Regions from separate parts of the Zea mays genome. Here region 2 is linked to region 1. A link is a contact called in public Hi-C data. All regions are on one chromosome and are shown on one strand. Each heading gives the region's core, a stretch centred on a gene start, on an enhancer-like site or on the middle of the called end of the contact. The rest is flanking DNA. Distances are from core to core; before and after follow the strand shown.

What was found. A called contact is a pair of places that touch in the nucleus more often than the background predicts.
Region 2: a contact with region 1 is called in a Hi-C map of bundle sheath, with 2.6 times the contacts expected there. The contact joins the promoter of LOC107275243 here to the promoter of LOC100381605 in region 1. A contact is called at or near these places in 3 of 25 Hi-C or Micro-C datasets (bundle sheath, endosperm and leaf).

What each region holds. Positions count from the first base shown.
Region 1 is chr5:167,950,753-167,954,448 of Zm-B73-REFERENCE-NAM-5.0, forward strand. It overlaps LOC100381605, which reads right to left and starts at 1,594. Exons shown (of 9, transcript NM_001174423.1): 1 at 1,534-1,594; 2 at 871-1,048; 3 at 455-778; 4 at 126-360. The coding sequence starts at 974.
Region 2 is chr5:168,138,074-168,141,769 of Zm-B73-REFERENCE-NAM-5.0, forward strand. LOC107275243 reads left to right here and starts at 1,602. Exons shown (of 4, transcript NM_001320535.1): 1 at 1,602-1,879; 2 at 2,541-2,577; 3 at 3,207-3,579. The coding sequence starts at 1,825.

The DNA of each region.
Region 1 (3,696 bases), core at 344-2,843:
AATATAGAAAGGGGAGAGTGCTAATACCCCTCTTTTAGTTGAAAACAGATCAGATACTAACTTGTAATAAACTGAGTATACATAAGCAATCCTAGTCAAACAACGAGTTATGGTGTGCCTCTTGCCTCCATTTCCAGAAGCTGGAATGTGATCAGAAGAAGCCGCAATCTGGGACCAGCATGAATGGCAAGCATACTCAAAGGATAGTTTTTCCTATCACTCATGAGTCCATCCTCTCGGCTATCCAAAAGGGCATCTTGAACATGTGCTTGTAAGGCTTTGGAAAGTTTAGCACTCACTTCACTCCACATATCGTTGGGGTCAAATGCAGCATTCCTTTCAGGCAAGAACTTTAGGTCCCTAAATTTGTGAAAAGGAGTCGCGTTAGCAGTTATTTTTTCTGCTATGCCACCACTCTGATATCTAGAAGTAATAATTATGGAGCTAGTCTTACCTACCAGAATGAGAGGAGCTTGGCTCTGGAATATGTTGAGAAACATTCTGATTTCTGACACGAGGAGATGTCTGCCCAGAGGGTACAACTCCAGCCAAATATGCAAAAACCATGCTGATAGTGAGAAGAGCTTCATCCGAAATCAGTATTAGATTTGGTGAGACCATGCTCTCCGAATCCATGAGTGGCTGCAAACAGTAACATTTAACTGAAGTTTCCACCCTGTGATCCCTTCCATGAAAACCAAAAGGGGTAAATGCAACACTTGTCCATTCTCTTGCTGCTTTGGATTGGCATGGAAGATGAATCTTGAGGGCGTAGTTCCTGCAAACAAAGTAAATGCGAAAAAAGTTGGATGGCAACCCAACAACTCAAGACTATCTCAACGTAAGGATGGGGGGAAAAAGAATGGCAACCTCTTTGGATCCATGATTGGCATATTCAACTTGCTGTTGGACCAGGTCCATCTCCCTTGATACTGGCCTCTCACTCTCAGCGTTGCCAATGAACATTCGGCCATTAGAGGATTACTAGAGCTCCTGACTAGTGTTCAGTGCATCACAAAGGTGCGAAGGGAGAAAGAAGCATTGTTTCCTGCATAAGAAAACAAGTATCAGAATTTCTGGTGAACTAGAGTCGTTAGTGAATATATAGATAAATGTGAAGACTGCGTGATCAACCGAAACAGACAATTTTACACAGGATTCTAGGTGTATGTTTCCCATCACAAAGCTGTAGCTTCCTATTCGTATGTCCTACCACCTGAAGCTGAAGCAATAACATTCCAATCAACAGCAAATGCGCAAGTTAGATCTGGCTAAATCTAATTCGATTTCCTGCGTTGAGGTTTATTGATGACTCCTTCACAGAAGCACGGAAGGCAGGGGGCACAATGTGTCTTGGTGGCAAGTGGCAACCAATCCGTAAGCCGTAGCAGAAGCAAATGTATCTCTTGCCAGTGGGAGGCTGGAGCTCCAAGGCCAAGCAGCCCCAGATCAAGGGCGGACCCAGCCTCCGAACCCTAACCCGGTCATGCCGACAACCTGAGAGGAGGAGGGAGGAGGAGGAGGAGGACCCACCTTGCCGCTGTTCCTAGTCACCGGAGCTCGAGCCCACGAATCGGAGCACGAGGAGAGAGAGAGGGCGGCTGACCTCGGACAGCAACAATGCTGCGAAGATAAGGTTTGGGGAGCGTTGCCGTTGGATCTTCCGCCTGGGCATCCGACGGACCACGGAGGCGCGCACGCCAAGCTTCTCCCGTGCGCAAAAGTGTGCGCACAAGGACCCTGTTTGTTTGTTTTTTTTCCTTCTCACCCCACTTAGATTCTACCCCCTCGGTCACAAATGTTGATCATTCTCATTTTTTAGGAATCAAACATTTTTATCTTTAACTATATTTATATAAAAAATATTAATATTTGTTATGAATCAATACGATATAAAGTTGATCAAACATAGAGAAGATATAGATTTAACGTGGAACAAATCAAAGTGAAAAAACCGCGGACGCCGGCTAGAAGAATATCACTATTTTTTGGGTGGTTACAGATCGCAGAAGATTTACAATTAGGTCGATCTCCTGCAGATTACAAGTGTATTTATAAAGGCTAAACCCTAAGGTGAGTAGGAAACGATTTGTACCGCGGGGGCCTTCGCTTCGCTCGCCAACTTGGCCCTCTTCTTCAGAATTTAGATCACAAACTCAACAATATTTATAGTACATAATTAATATCATTAGATAGATCTTTGAATTTATTATTATAGTAAAATTATTTGAAGACACAAATATTGCTAATATATTCTATAAATCTAATCAAACTTAAGAAAGTTTGACTGACACGAATACCATAGCGACAAACATTTATGAACAAAGGAAGTAGGAAACACAATGATTCTCTCGATTATTTATGGCATATTTGGAAGGACTTTACTTTTAAAATTCCAGGTCCGTTCTAGCTTCTTCCATCCAAGCAGGTCAAACTTCACGAGCTCTAGCTTTAAAAAATTAAAACTAGAGACTACTTTCATGAAATTTACGAAGCTCTTCAAAGGGTGCTTCACAAACACTATTTTCACATCTCATCATGAAGTTGCATGAAAATTACCAACCATGCCACTGGTTACACAACATAGCGCTTTGATTTTCTCGTGACAACCACTAATTATCAAGGGTAATAAGAAAACTCACATAAATCAATTGCATTACAGAAGCTGGAGCCCATGTACAAGTCAAACACTACTCGAACCCACTTCAACAATTTGTTAGAGCTGTTTTATGATGAAGCTGGAAACCCGAAGCTGAAATTTTTGAAGTGAAACTCTCCTAAACATACTCTTAATTTCTGCTTATCAAATTCAATTATGAACCGTAGACTTTGTAAGAAGCAAAAATAATTTAGACGCTCAGTTGGACTATCACTTTGAATTAAAGCCAATTGTTCGGACTATTTCAACTGTAACCATAGATACAAAACACTGTAGAAATAGTAGAAGCAGTTTCGGATTAAAGCCAAGCGAACAGATTGTCGCTTATTTTCATCCATAAACGTATTATAAGTGAAATTAAACATGCTCAAGAAGGGAAAGGGGTGGGCATAGCCGTGTGGATAGGGCTAGAAATGACCCAAGCCGAGCTCAACTTAGTGGTTGATCAATCTCGACTTGGCTCAAACGAGTTGAAGAATGAGTTTGGGCTCATCTCTAAGTTGGCTCGTGAGCTGACTCGATTAGCAAGTTATACCCTAATAAATGTTATTACATTATATGTGTCAGGGGTAATAATTAGGGAAACCCGAATTACCCCCTAACAAACGCACACAGAGAAACAAGGACGAAAACCTTCGAGGGGCGACAGCCAAGCTACCCACAAAAAACCGAGACATCTCCCCGAGAGTCTCCCACCTCAGGCAGGACTCCGCCTCGCCCGAGGTCACCGCTGCACCGTCTGTCTCGCCCGAGCCAGCCTTAGGAAAATAGGACAGGGTCGCCCAAAAACAGGAAGGAGACATGCGCATTTAGTGTGTGCGCCAACCCACGCTGCGTTAGCATAGCTCGGTGACTCACGAGACAACGATCACGTCTAGCGCAACAGCATGATTACGTCTACACTACAGTGTGCGCACGTCGCCTGCCTCCCTCTGATGGGACGCCTAATACGACAAGCCGAGCAGACTAGCCTTCGGGCGCAATCTCTCTGCCTCGCCCGACCCCAGGTCCAGCCTTCGGGCGATTTCTCCGCCTCG
Region 2 (3,696 bases), core at 352-2,851, 190 kb after region 1:
GCTAGCGGGGATCATAGCGTCCGCGGGAGGGAGAAGCCAGTGCCAGCCCAAGCTGGCATGGCTGGCTCGCATCGCGCATATATACGCAAACGTGGCAGGTTTCAGCTTGGGCACCGTACCGCTAGCCTAGGCTGCCGCTGGAGCTGGACGACAGAGCCGATTGCAAGAAGCCAGGATCAGAATTAGATGGACCCTAGGCATGCAGTTTGATTGAGCTTGGACATCCATCATATATCATCGTTGGAAGCTATAAGCTAGCTAGCTAGCTAGCATCACGTACGTGCTGCTACGTACATTTGGCTCTCGATCGATCAGAGGCCGGCCGGTGTCGTCGTCGTCGTAGACTCGTAGGTATGAAAATAATTGTACGGCGGTCAGATCATTTCCGTCTCGATCGATCGTCCTTGGGTTGTCCGTTTTTAGTTTTTACTACTACGTACTGTACATGCGAGCGTTTACCTTAAAAGCATCGAAACGCTCGTCGTTAGCCTGCTGCGTCAAGTGCAGTGAGTACCTCCACTCCGATCCAGGCGGCTGCATCAAGCAGCAAATGCAAGCTAGAAGGGATGCCCCAAGCACACTAGCTAGCTAGTACTAGTCCACAAATACGCAGCTCACACCTTGCCATATATCCCGGTCATATCATACGTGTACCACCCACCCTTACCGTATCCGTGTATGCGGGCGGGGGTGGGTCACCCATTAATTGCCGGCGATATTTTGGCGGTAACGTGGCGCCGCGAACCAGGCTAGCAGGGAGCCAGGGGCTAGGCGGCTAGCACCACAGACGATCTGGAGCAGAGCACATGACATGCGACCTCGAGGAGCGCCCCCCACCCTGAACCCCCCACGGGACGGAACACGTAAAGAGCACTTCCATTCCATTCCGTCCATTCCACCAGCAGGAAGAAGGAACGACCACATCACTGCTTCCCGTTCGTTCGTTCGGCACGCAGCTGCCTGCGCCTGCGTGTGTGTGTGCACGACTTGCTTGCGAGGCCAGCACTGGTGTGCAGTCCGTTGGCCCTCCCCCCGCAAAGTTCGTCACGACGCTGGGATGTGCCGTGTCTTTTGTAGAAAGCGTGAGCGGGCCGTTACGACAACTAGCAGGGCACACAAGGGCAAGTGCAGGCGAGGCGACTCACGTACGTACAGTTAGCGTGTGACCAGCTAGCTGCTGCTGCGCCTGCGCCGCATCATCAGACGCCCTGCAGGAACCGCGGGGCTTGGGCCGGACGCCGCCGCCGCCGCCTCTGCCTCTGCTGGTGGTGGAGTTTGACATGTCACGAGGCGTTACGACGAAACGAAAACAGAGCCACTGAGCCAGTGCGACGCGCAACCACAAAATAGATGGCCGGCTACCCTCTCTCTCTTTCTCTCCCCCCGCGGCGCCAAAAAAGCAAGCGCGACGCGACAAGTCGTTGTGTAATCATGTAGATCTAACGGGTCCACTCAGGAGCTAATGACTCACCTCTCCGTGCTCACCTCCTCTTCTTGAGGCTTGAGCTCTCTCTTCCTCTCTCCCCTCAGCTCATCTCCACCGTCTCCCTATATATAGGATGCTCTGCCGGCTCCAAGGTTCCCAAGCGCCCAAGGCAGCGGAGAGAGCTAGCTCCCTCCTCCTCCTCAGGTAGCGAGCGAGCGAGCTCCTCTGCCCCTCTGCACACCTGGCCTCCCCTTCTCCGCTGCAGGACCGCCGTTGACGACTGCTCCACCAGTACTGCGCGCGCCCGCGCTGCCTACCCTTACCTAGCCAGAGCGCGGCGCGCGAGAGGGAGAACGACCAGGAGGGGAGGAGATCGATCGATCGATCGATCGAGATAGATGGCTTTCCTCAACATGGAGCAGCAGACCTGGGCCTTCACCTTCGGTATCCTAGGTACATATATACTGTCAGTCTGTCACTCGTAGCTACTAATTAACCGCATCAACGGAGCCGCCCTGCCGTCTTCGTCCTCGTCAGTGTTTCTGCATTGTTTTCCTTCCTTGTCCCAAGTCCTTTGAGACGCACGCATACATGATACATGCATGGCATCATCGTCTCCCAAGTCCTAGGTACAGTTTCATCACCGCGCGCCTCTCTCAGATATGTGTCGTCGTACAGGACAACACAACACGTCCTCGTCAATCTACTAGCTATATGCGCTAATAACCACCTCTTCCTTTCCGAGCCACGGCACAGTATAGCCTGCCATCCGAACGAACGGAACCGCCCAAAACCCAACTTTTTTTGGGCCTAACTAATGCGGTGGTTAGCCCAAACAAAGAAACCAGGGCAGTCATACATTTTACATGTAGTACCTGCTTGACGACGGGAACCAACACAACGGCGCGCCGCGAGGAGAGTTTGTTCCATTTCCTCCGCCTGCAGGCTAGCTGCAGCTAATAACCCCGGCCGCCGGATGTTCTCCTTCTCGCATGCTTTTTTTTTGGGGGGTTCTTTCTCCGCCTCCTGCTCTTCGTCTGTTCTACCATCGTCGATCACACAGCAATTTGACTGACCGCGTCTGTCCTTCCGACCTTGCCGTTTTGCTTTGCAGGTAACATAATCTCGCTGATGGTGTTCCTTTCGCCGCTGTAAGTAACTCTCTGCTTTAATTTATTTAACCTAGCCGTGAACTTTTCATATTTACGTTTACAGTATCCAGTACCATGCATAATATACTACCAATATGTTTCTATGTATATTCAGTAAAGGGAAGCGTCCAAAATATATACTGCCATCAGGTATGATGAGAACATATATATAAAGAACATGGCACGCACGCATGCGTATCTCACTGTTGAATGAATGACGTGCCATCATCGTCCATGCTCTTCTAGATCCTTTTCCTTTAATTTATGCGTGGTTCTAGATCCCCCTATATATATATATATATATATATATATATATATATATATATATATATATATATATATATATATATATATATATATATATATATATATATATATATATATATATATATATATATATATATATATACGTACACCTGAAGACAACATAGCTAGCTAGGAAATAAACTCGTTGGGAATTGAATTGTCGCATTAATAACGTCACTTTAATCAGTTGCGAGCCAGTACGTGTCACTGTTCGGTGGTTGCGTTGCACATGCTTTTAGTATGGAACAGCGCACGCAATCTAGTAATAATTAATCTAAAAAATCACACGGTAAAAAATATTCGTTCCCGCTGATCCCGCGCAGGCCGACGTTCTACCGCGTGTACCGCAAGAAGTCGACGGAGGGGTTCCAGTCGACCCCGTACGTGGTGACGCTGTTCAGCTGCATGCTGTGGATCTTCTACGCGCTGCTCAAGTCCGGCGCCGAGCTGCTGGTGACCATCAACGGCGTCGGGTGCGTGATCGAGGCGGCGTACCTGGCCGCGTACCTGGTGTACGCGCCCAAGGCCGCCAGGGCGCTGACGGCCAAGATGCTGCTGGGGCTCAACGTCGGCGTCTTTGGACTCGCCGCGCTCGCCACCATGGTGGTCTCCAGCGCCGGCCTCCGCGTGCGCGTGCTCGGCTGGATCTGCGTCAGCGTCGCGCTCAGCGTATTCGCCGCGCCGCTCAGCATCATGGCACGTATCTAATTTAATCTCTCTCTCTCTCTCTCTCTCTCTCTCTCTCTCTCTCTCTCTGAAGAGGGATGTGAATTGTTGGAACCGCCATTAATTCGCTGACTGCCCTATCTACAT